3 separate regions of the Mus musculus genome follow, and regions 2 and 3 are each linked to region 1. A link is a contact called in public Hi-C and HiChIP or PLAC-seq data. All regions are on one chromosome and are shown on one strand. The core of a region is the stretch at or near the end of the contact, and the rest is flanking DNA. Distances in the headings are between cores, read along the strand shown.

The links. Hi-C and Micro-C count contacts between places; a contact is called where the count stands out from the background. HiChIP or PLAC-seq counts read pairs in DNA pulled down with a chosen protein or histone mark.
Region 2: a contact with region 1 is called in a Hi-C map of embryonic stem cells, with 1.7 times the contacts expected there. The contact joins two enhancer-like sites. A contact is called at or near these places in 3 of 15 datasets of contacts at CTCF or cohesin (the NIH/3T3 cell line, large pre-B cells and pro-B cells), 15 of 484 Hi-C or Micro-C datasets (the AML12 cell line, B cells, CD4 T cells and 10 more) and 3 of 115 datasets of contacts at active chromatin or transcription factors (embryonic stem cells and microglia).
Region 3: an H3K27ac HiChIP or PLAC-seq map of embryonic stem cells shows a contact between it and region 1, with 22 read pairs. The contact joins two enhancer-like sites. A contact is called at or near these places in 1 of 15 datasets of contacts at CTCF or cohesin (the NIH/3T3 cell line), 2 of 484 Hi-C or Micro-C datasets (both in embryonic stem cells) and 5 of 115 datasets of contacts at active chromatin or transcription factors (bone marrow-derived macrophages and embryonic stem cells).

Annotation. Positions count from the first base shown.
Region 1 is chr6:142,985,526-142,988,974 of GRCm38.p6, forward strand. It overlaps a transcript of St8sia1 not described here. Among named protein-coding and RNA genes, the nearest start is that of St8sia1, 23 kb to the left of the region's middle. Within about 2 kb of position 1,391, at least 6 of the 459 cell types and tissues checked have an H3K27ac peak or open chromatin away from gene starts, as enhancers often do. A contact at or near this core is called in embryonic stem cells, where this site is marked.
Region 2 is chr6:143,189,389-143,192,837 of GRCm38.p6, forward strand. The region is part of intron 4 of Etnk1 (ethanolamine kinase 1); the gene reads left to right. Among named protein-coding and RNA genes, the nearest start is that of Etnk1, 24 kb to the left of the region's middle. Within about 2 kb of position 1,938, at least 42 of the 459 cell types and tissues checked have an H3K27ac peak or open chromatin away from gene starts, as enhancers often do. A contact at or near this core is called in embryonic stem cells, where this site is marked.
Region 3 is chr6:143,142,299-143,145,747 of GRCm38.p6, forward strand. The region is part of intron 5 of Gm31108 (predicted gene, 31108); the gene reads right to left. Among named protein-coding and RNA genes, the nearest start is that of Gm38921, 3.0 kb to the right of the region's middle. Within about 2 kb of position 1,668, at least 35 of the 459 cell types and tissues checked have an H3K27ac peak or open chromatin away from gene starts, as enhancers often do. A contact at or near this core is called in embryonic stem cells, where this site is marked.

The sequences.
Region 1 (3,449 bases), core at 141-2,640:
CTCTGTGGTTAAATTAAGGAAAGGCTAGAAGCTGAGGAGGAGGGTGACCCCATAGGAAGACCAGCAGTCTCAATTAACCTGGACCCCTAAGATCTCTCAGACACTGAGCCACCAACCTGACAGCATACACCAGCTAATATGAGACCCCAACACATAAACAGCAGAGGACTGCTGGGTCTGGACTCAAGAAGATACACCTAACCCTGGAGCAGCTTGAAGCCCCAGGGAGTGAGGAAGTTTTCTGGGATGGGGGGTTGTGGGGACATCCTCTTGGAGAGGGGGAAGGAGGAATGGGATGAGAAATTGTCAGAGGTCAAACCCGGAGGGGGATAACTACTAGACTGTATTTTTAAAAAGGAGCAAAGAATGATGATAATAATAAAAAATACAGAAAACAATCTGTAACCTGAATCATTTTTATGTATTGTTATAACTCCTGATGTTAGATTGAAAACAATATTTTTGTACATATGCCCGAAGCTTTATTAAGTGCTGATTAAACACCTATTAACAGGTGTCCATTGCCGCAGACCCTCTGGGCCTCTTTGTCTGTGTGGAACCGGTCTCTAGTCACGGGTGGGCAAAGCGTCGGATGAATTGACAGATGCACACAGGAGAGGTTGTGTAGAATCTGAATGTAATTTGTCAAATCGAGCATCAAACTTTTTATACAGAAGACAATAAGGAAGTTGGGTGACATACTCGCAAGGTACAAAGAGGTTACTGGATTCTTACATAAAACAGAGGAATGCAAACACAGAAGGTCTAACAGGAACCACCTGGGATAGAATTCATTGTTAACAACTGGGATCAACAAGGGCTCCACCTAAGATTCACTTAATCTTAGAAGCCAGGGTCAAGGGCTTCGTGCCCTTGCCATAGTTCCTATTTTAGTCTATTGTATAGTCCACCTTCCCCTTAGGCCATTGTAAATACCTGTGTATGGGTGTAACTCAGCTATAGTTCTAAGTATCTATTCTGGTTTCTCCTTAGGTCTGAAACTTCCTTCTTCCTAGGTGATGGTAAATTCCTGTGTAGGGCAGTGACCTAGCTTTTATTCAAAGTGATAGTGTAGTACCAGAGGCAATTCTGAATGTCACTGAATAGCAACATTCTTACTGAGTTCCAAGCCCATGGTCTTGCTCAAGGACTTTCTAGGACTGTTGGAACACTGGCAAAGGCTTTAGCTATGTCAGAATTCAATCTTAAAAGGCACTTATAATAGGATAATACTAAAAGAGAGCACGTGGATCCATACACTAGACTAACGCGGGAATGGAAAATTGATGTATGGGTTAGAGAGAACGCCAGACTCTAGGAGTGAGTCTCTGTGAAACTCTTCTGCCTCGTGGGTAGCTTCCAAGCCTCTCGGCCTGTCAAGCTGACTCGACCAGAGTGCGTGGCAGTCCATCTGAGCTGGCGAGATGGCTCAGCTGATAAGAGCACTGATTGCTCTTTCAAAGGTCCTGAGTTCAAATCCCAGCAACCACATGGTGGCTCACAACCACTTGTAATGAGATCTGACACACTCTTCTGGTGTGTCTGAAGACAGCAACAGTGTACTTATTAATAATAATAGTAAGTCTTTGGGTTGGAGCAAGCAGGACCTGAGCAAGCAGGGCTGACCAGAGCGAGCGGAGTTGACCAGAACGAGCAGAGGTCCTAAAATTCAATTCCCAACAACCACATGAAGGCTCACAACCATCTGTACAGCCACAGTGCACTCATATACATAAAATAAATAAATCCTTTTAAAAAAAAAGAACCCCATAAGTTTAGAAAAATGTTTTTAAAACAAAACAAAGCAGGTGTGCATTTAAGCACACTACATAAAGCAGGTTCTTCCCAGCTTTTGACACTACTTTTCCACGCCTAAGCCAATTTATGTCGGGCTGCAAGGACAGACAAAGCAAGCTATCTTTTGGCTACAGCCACATAGGTTGCTTCTGAGCACAATAATGATGTCAGAAGCAAAATGGGTTCAAAAGGGGACAAATCAGCTGATTTACTCTAAAGCAAAGTAAGTAAGACAAATGGAAATGTGAGATGCTCCTGCCTGCCTGCCTGCCTGTCTCTGTTACTTTACCTGTGTTTAGACTGGGTCTTGCTGCATAGTCTGACCTGGAGCTCATATTCTTCTTGCTTCGACTTCCTGAAAGCTAGGACCACACAAACACGCCTATGCAACCACACTCATTTTCTCCCACCTTTTAAGTATGCAAATGTGCACCTGTACCTGGGTATTTCTGAGCTGGGTCACTTGCCCTGCTAAGTAGAGGGCTGCTAAGGCTGAGCTACGGTGGCTCCCGGAGAGCCCTGTGCAGAGAGATGTAACAAAAGCAAAGAGAACCTCCTGCCAGGCACAGAGGTGAACTCGACCCTAACAGTGAATTGGGTTTTCAGTTCTGCGTTTGCCTGCTGCACTATTTTGGCAAAGTCAGAGGCTCAGTGGGGTATATGTGCTACACCCAGAACTGGATCAAACAGCTTGATTTTTCCATACCTACAAGATATGAAACAATAAGTTGGTGGAAGAGGAAGGTGTGGCCTGGAGTCACAGAATCCTGCTACCCTTGAGACAGGACTGGTGGTTCAGTCTAGCTGCTAGTTGACAGAGTTATTGGGTCTTCCATAGATATACCTGAGCATCCAAGGCCCTGCTGTACATCGCTCTAAGTCAGAATCAGCACCATAATGTGGCTTCATTAATGAGTTTCTGTGGATCAAAACTCTCAAGCGGCTCAATTTTAGCTTTGCAGTTTTTAACTTGACTGCTGTCCCAACGTACAGCTACACTAATGTAATAGTTTCAAGTTTCATAGGAAGTTCACAGCTCCCGAGTCCCCGGTCTTGGGTCCTAGGTCCTGGTTCCTGACTCCTGGCTCTGCCCTTCTCCTCGGGACTAACAGCAGCACTGCTCTTGATGACCCAGTCAGTGAAATGTTTTCATCAAGTGTGAGCTTCTCTGGTGAATGACCAGCAAACACAAATAGCACTGACTTGGGGCCATCCTCAGCCATCATCCCATGTGGACCTTCCCACTTAAGATAAGAGACATGCGACCTGCAGGAGCTGCCTACCCAAAGGTGGCATCACTCATCTGATTTAATAAAGAAACTCAAGATGCATTCTGTTTAAAACCAGGATTCAGTCACTATCTGATATCCTGTGTGTTGTCTGTTACTTTAGCAGGAGTCCTAGACAACAAAATAAGGCAAAGAAAATAATAGCCAGCAAAATATCCTGAGAGAGCAAGACAATCAGCATCGATACCACAAAACCTTTTTTGTAAGACTTATTTTTAAATCATGTAGACCTGCGAGTGTCTGAACGTTTGTGCATGTGCATGCAGTGTCCACGACGGCCACAAGAGGGCGATGCACTGCCCGGAGTTGCTCAGTGCTGGAAATTGAACTCAGACAGGCTCCCTAAAGAGCAAGCACTCGACC
Region 2 (3,449 bases), core at 688-3,187, 200 kb after region 1:
ATGCACACCTTTAATCCTAGTGCTTGGGAGGCCGAGGCACATGGATCGCAGTGTGTTCCAGGACCGCCAGAGCTACTAGGAGGAACAAATGAAAGAAACAAACAAACAAGCCCAAAACAAAACAAAAACCCAAAGCAACAACAGAAGAATTAGCATAAGAATGCAGGCGTTCCTTAGCTGCTGCTGATCCATTCCTGACTGTATGAAGGGACAGCTGACCTCAAAGTGGGGTCAGTGCACAGTAATGAGCTAAAATTGTAAAAATAAAACAAAAAATAAAAACAAAAAATAAAGCAGCTGTTCTTCCTACAGAGGAAGGCAGCATTATGCAGTTGTCTGTCAGTCATTTGTTAATCTCACAAGGCTTAGAGTGAGGAACTCGGAGTGACTTGCAGTTCGTAGTATTCTATTTGGATATTAGCTAATTCTTCAGTTGGGGACATATCAGAAGCCATTGATGAAGTTTTCAAGATTGAGAGCTTGTCTCTACTTTTGTTAGAAGGTTCTTTGCTTTGACAATGACTTTAGTTAATTTGTTTCTTACCCTCATCCCAATTTCTTCATAAGAGCCCATGTATAAGTCTTACTATAACTTTAAATTTAAGGGATGTTAATCATTGTCCATTTTCTATTCAGTAAAACACAAGAAGTTGATTGGCATTTAGGCAAAACAAAAGTAGAAGAAAATGAAGGCCTTTTATTGGAATGGTTTTAGTTTTGTACACGGTAGGTAGGAAAGTCTGTACTACTGTCCTCTGATTGGCTCTAAACAAGATCCATTCTGCTCTTACTAACACAGAACTTATTGTTTTAGTGATGTAGAAGATCTTTCCCATGGGTTTATTTTAACATTTAATACAAATCTGACTTGCTAGGAGGTTTATAGAGATTTCTTAGCCCTTCCTGCTTGACCGACACAGATCAGCCTCAGTGGAGCTGTCCTTGTGGTACCAGATGTAGCTCAGTTGCTAACTGCTGACCTAGTACATACAGAGCCTCAGCCATCCTCAGCCATCCTCCTCCATCTTCAGCCAGCGTCGAGTAAGTGGGTGTGCCAGTACTGTAATCCCAGTACTTGGAAGGTAGAAACAAAGGACAGGAAATTCAGGGTCATTCTTGGGTAGGTTTTAGGCTCCTCCTCCCCCAGTCCCTATTAAAGAAATAACAGAAACAAACAGAATCTTGTCTTTGAAACGTTACTGATGAAACAAGCAGAAATAGGTACATAGTCATATAAACAGTTTGCTTATAAAAATCAATATATTCATACACATATATACCTTTGCTTGCCTGCTTGGAGTACCACCATATCTTTAAAATAAAAGCCATGTTTATAGAGTACTGAGTTTAAATATCTACAAATACAGATATAGACCTAACTCTTTCTAACCCTGTACCTGGTACCTAGAGTCTCTACGATTGACAAGTTTGTGCTGTATCCCACCTCACCTGCTCATTCATCAGTCTGTCTTCCTTTCTTACTTTATCTTCACTGAGTTGCAGACCTGCGTGGTTTCCATCCCCAAGTTCTTTACAGTGTAGTGTGTTTAGAGCTCAGCATGCACTGAAGTGTACTGTGCCAGGCTTAGCATAGCAAGCTGGGGGTGGTGATGTGGAGTAGCATTGCAGCCATTGGGAAACTGAAAGCGTGGGATATCTGTTGCCTGAGAAATTCAAGGTAACCTAGGCAACATAGTGGAAACCTGCCTTTAAAAACAAGTTTTAAGCATGCTACTTGTAGAATTTGACAGGTGTCTGCCCCTATAAGCTGAAGGCCCTTAAGTACAGAACAGTTCTACCATCCTGGAGAGAGCCTCGTGCTCTCGAGAAGAATACACTAATCCTGAATTGATTTACTCTAGACTACTGTGTGTGAGAGTAGAGCAGCCCAAGACAGTCAGCGTCCAGCAGGACTCTAGCCAGACGCAATGGTGCATGTCTGTAATCCTAGCTCGCAGGAGACTGAGGCATGGAAATTTTGTGAGTTAGAGACCTGTGCTGTCTATGTAGTGAGTGACAGGGCAGCCAGGGCTACAGAGCAAGACCCTGTTTTAAAACCCAACAAACAGTCCCCTGCATTCCTTAGTTATTAAGGAGCACTGACTGAGATTGCTGGATGTTTGTTTTCAGTGTTTATTTTTACTGCCTGACAGTGTCACAGTTTCTGGTGTACGGCGGTCCTTCCTCCTCCAGTATTCTCTTGTTCTTTCCCCATTCCTGCTGAGCCCTTTCTTCCCAGCATCCCTCTCTCCTCTTTCTGTGTGTGCCTGGGTGTGACCCACTGGTTTTCCTGAGTTGTTTGCATGAGCCTTTTCAGACGCATGCGCTAGGCCCACTGTATTTCAGTCATACCTGGGTGAGAATGTTAAATGCCGTGTTTCCCCTTTGTGGAAATGCTCTTGCAGCCCTTCCTCTCCTGCTACTGTGCTTGTGTTCTGTGTAGTAGAGCCTCCATTTCTCTCCTAGCATTTGACTACTTCCCATGTACCACGAGGGCTCTTGTGTCCCTCCCCAGGCTCAGCCTCACACAGCTGTTGCCAGTCCCTGCTCTTACAGTGAGAGTGATGTGTGCTGGCCTGGGCTGGAGGTGGGTATTTCCTCGCTCACATCCTCTTGCCAAGCTCTTACACAGAATTCCTGTGAACTTTCCTCACCGCTGTTTCTCCATGTCTAAGAGCTGGGCTGGAAAGGGTCCGACTCTCAAATAGGTGACTTTTCTTTTCATTTGTAATAAGATAAGGTCAAGACATGTGTCTTGTTATAATTATATAGCCTTGTTTAGTTCGTTTTTGGCTTTAACATGCTTTAATAAATGGAAGACTAGTTTTCTTGCATTGAGATTTGACCAGTTTAACTGGATTTTTCCTACAGTGGTGAGGGCTTCAAGCAGTAGTAAAAAAAATCAAAAATATTTTTGAAAATTCAAATTCATCCATTATTTGCTTTGTGTTGTGTGTCACTGGTGCAATTATTTAAAGATTATAAAAATCAATGCTAGCCTTTAAGCTGATCATTTTTTTTAAAGGTTAAGGATGCCCTGAGAATCTGGATGATCTAGAAGCCCCTCCTTGGGAAGTGAGTGTGCACATCAGATTCTAGGGTGTGTTTTCATTATCTGTTCACCTTTGAGACCTCAAGGAGAAATTCTTGTCTGAAGGAATTAGTTATTAAGAGTAATGGACATTATTAATACTGGGAAATATTAAAAAAAATTAAACTCACGGTGAAAAGAAACAACATGTTCTGTTGCTAGGAGAATATTTCCCAGTGCTGTAATTTGATTTTTCTGGCACCCTAAAGATCATAAGACCTCTTTAATTTTACATTGTTGCAGAATCTTAAATTTAAGGTTGAGTTCCACTTTGTAATGATTTGAAACAGAATAGTTAATGCAGATTTTAAACATTTCTTTCCTTTAAAGCTTTGTGTCTTGTACAATGTGAGTTTGC
Region 3 (3,449 bases), core at 418-2,917, 160 kb after region 1:
TTGAAGTTGTATACAGTCACAAGGGCAAGGTCACGTGAGTTGAGGCTGTACAGTCACAAAGACAAGCTCTTGGAAATGCCATTCTGAATGATAATGGGAAAGACTTGGGGCAGTCTGAAGTCAAACCTGTACTTCCTACACCCTGGAGGGTAAGAAAGTGCTGTGTCAGTACAAATCTGTGCTCCGGAGGAGCAGAGGGGTCAAGACCCTTGTCTTGCTTACTTGGAGCTTTCTCACAGACTCTCAGAAATCTCCTCACATGCCTCACACATGGCCTGAGCTCTGACATAGCATTAGTAGTGACCATGAATTTTCCACCCAGAGAATATTATAATTTAAAAAAATATATCATTTATGGTCAAATCCTTCTTCAAAGGGATTATTAGACCCATTGCTACACTGAATTATTTAAGGAAGTAAGAAATCTACTCAGCCCAGTGTGGTTGCTCGCAAATGTAATCCCAGCAGATGGGAAACTGAGGCAGGGGATCCCCACAGTTCCTGCCAGCCTGGGTTATGGGAGAAGTGTCTAATTTCCTAATGGACCTAGGTTCTTTTGGTCTTATGTTTAAATTCATGAGTCTTAAATATTTCTGGAATATTCTATGTGTTTTCCACCTAGGTAGGTAGTAGTTCGCACAACACTGTCTCTTTTCTTCTGATGAAGGTGACAGTGGAGACTGTGATAGTGAGCGTGTGCAGTCTCCACTTTTCTGTTAGAGGCAGAAGGATCTTGGACTCAAGGTCACCTTCTGCTATACAGTGAGTCTGGGATCAGCCTGGCCTCCATGAGATTCTCTCTCTCTGAATAAAGAGAAAGGAAAATTTAAAGGGCAATAAGTGAGCCGGGCAGTGGTAGCACACACCTTTAGTTCCAGCACTTGGGAGGCAGAGGCAGGTGGATTTCTGAGTTCGAGGCCAGCCTGGTCTACAGAGTGAGTTCCAGGACAGCCAGGGCTACACAGAGAAACCCTGTCTCGAAAAACCAAAAACCAAACCAAAACAACAACAATAAAGGTGATAAGTGAACAGCCAGGGGGGAAATAGTAAGCCTGAAGGAGTCCCAACTTCAAGTCTTCAAGCTCCTGTGTCCTGTGATGCTGAGGTCTGCTGTCTCTGAGAAGCCTCCTGAGAGATCTTTTCGGAATTTTAATGGCTTTGGAGATTAATTTAGAGCCTATCATACCCTAGGCCAGCACTCCACCACGCAGCTACACACAGACCTATTTATGTATTTGCTTATTAAAATAAGCGCGTTAAGTTGCCCAGGTAACCGCAAACGTGATCCTTCTGCCTTAGCGGGAGCTGTCTTGTGCCCGATCTTTGAGGACTAAGGTTTAAATCTAGTTGGTGATTATTCCGTGTGTGTGTCATGTGTGTAAGTGTGTTATATGAACTAGTTGATGATTATTGCTAGTGTGTGTGTGATGTAAGTGTGGTATATGAATGCATGGAGTAGAAGTCTGTTTGTCCGGCGTGTCTGTTGGGTGGAACAGTAAGCAGTTTCCCAGAGCAGTGTCTCCGTGCTTCTCTGAAGCCCAGCGCTGGCCCAGCAATGCCGCAGGATGAGGGCAGCAAACTCCCTGAGTTTCGCCTCCCTGTCGGCTGTGCCCTGAGGTGGGCAGAACGCCGACCAACAGAGGTCAGCAGGCAACTTTGCGAGCTCCTTCCAAGGTGGGGTCTAGGAACCAAAATCACGTGATCCCTGAGCCACCTCAACAGCGCGTCTTCGTGGATTGCTGCGGAGGTTTCACCGTGCGGGGAATGGTCCTGGCTATTATGGAGAGTAACTCAAGTCTCCAACCCTTGCCTTCTCCTGAGACACTGGAGATGGCAGTGAATGTTTCAAGTTTCTGATTAAGGCCTGGGCTTTCTGACAACGATCGATCCCCCATGCTGAGCCTCTAGGCGCCTGCGCAGGAGTGGCCTCATTAAGAACAAGAGACACCTACTCCTAACATTCCCAAATTCTTACGGTTTCATCTCTCTGGCAGGAACAGGGTCAGAGACAAAATGTCCCATCTTATTATAGGTGGAGAAGGGGATATTCTGTTTCACTAAAGAACTTCAGTGAACAGGGAATCGGAGCATCCCACCCAGGCGGCTGAGGCAGAAGGCTTGTTAGGAATTTTTTAGGTCAGCCTGAGCTACAAAGCAAGTCTGAGGTCACCCAGGGCTACAGAAGAAAGGCCTTGCATTAAAAGTAAATAATCAAATACATAAAATAAATGAATTAGCTTAATTAAAAACTTCTGAGCTCATTTAATTTTTAATGGAATTTCAATCTTAAAAAGTGGTTTGCAGAATAATTTGTATCACTTATAAAAGTTTAGAATAACACTATACAGGACTCATGTGTGTAAAACATTTATGCATACACACCGAGTGTAGGGCGGTGGTTTTCTTTAGGAAAGGAGGGGTTAAATGAATTGGGAAGGCTTAAACTCATACTGGCAAAAATCCAGAGGCAAAATGACTAAAGATTCATCATTGTAAGGGCTGGCTTATGTGCATCTGTGGAATTTTATGTGGTTCTTAGTGGTCTTTCATATGCCTTGTTTGCTTCATGTTTAAAATGTTAGAGATGGGGTAGAGAGACCTCAGTGGAGGAGTGCACACTGGTCTTGCAGAGGACCTGAGTGTGATTCCCAGCTGCCACGTGGGATGGCTCACAGCCACCGGTAATTCCAACTCCAGGGTGATCTGACACTTCTGGCCTATATAGGTAGGCACCTGCACACATTCACACACACACACACACACAATTTAAAATAAAAATAATTAAAGATCTTTGCCTGTGTGACTAAGGCTCCCAGTGACTCCTGCTGACCCACGAAGCCTTGGGTACTCACACAGTCTCCTCTGATGTTGACATGGGGCTAGAGTTCATTAATGTATCTAAGGGCACCTGATATTGACAGGACTGCAGTTCCCTGGCATATCAAAGGGCGTCTCTTCAGAGATTGCTTTCTTCTGGTTGCCGGGTGGGGCAGTAACAACCCAAGATTCATGATCAATTGTCCATGACTGTTGCTAAGCTGAGTAGAGCCAACGAAAGCCAAGGGAAACACACGTGTGTCCAGGTCAAACTTTCAGTCTAAAGCTCACCGACTGTGAACCGAGATTTAACCCTTTCCAACAGTACAGGCTGTGCTCTGAAATAAATTCCTTTTCATCTTGTGTGCTTTAATGAAATAACAGAATAGAATATGGAAACAAGGGCCACTAGTACAGGTGCCCAGAGGCAGTAACACATCCTTGTAAAGTGAGATTTCAAGAGAGAGAAGAACAGGCCAGCACCTGGGCAAACATACACACCCAAACAGGCACTTTGTCACAGAGACAGAAAGAGAGAGAGACACACACACACACACAAACACACAAGTACACACACATACAAACATACACACAAACACATATATATACATACACATATACGAACACACATA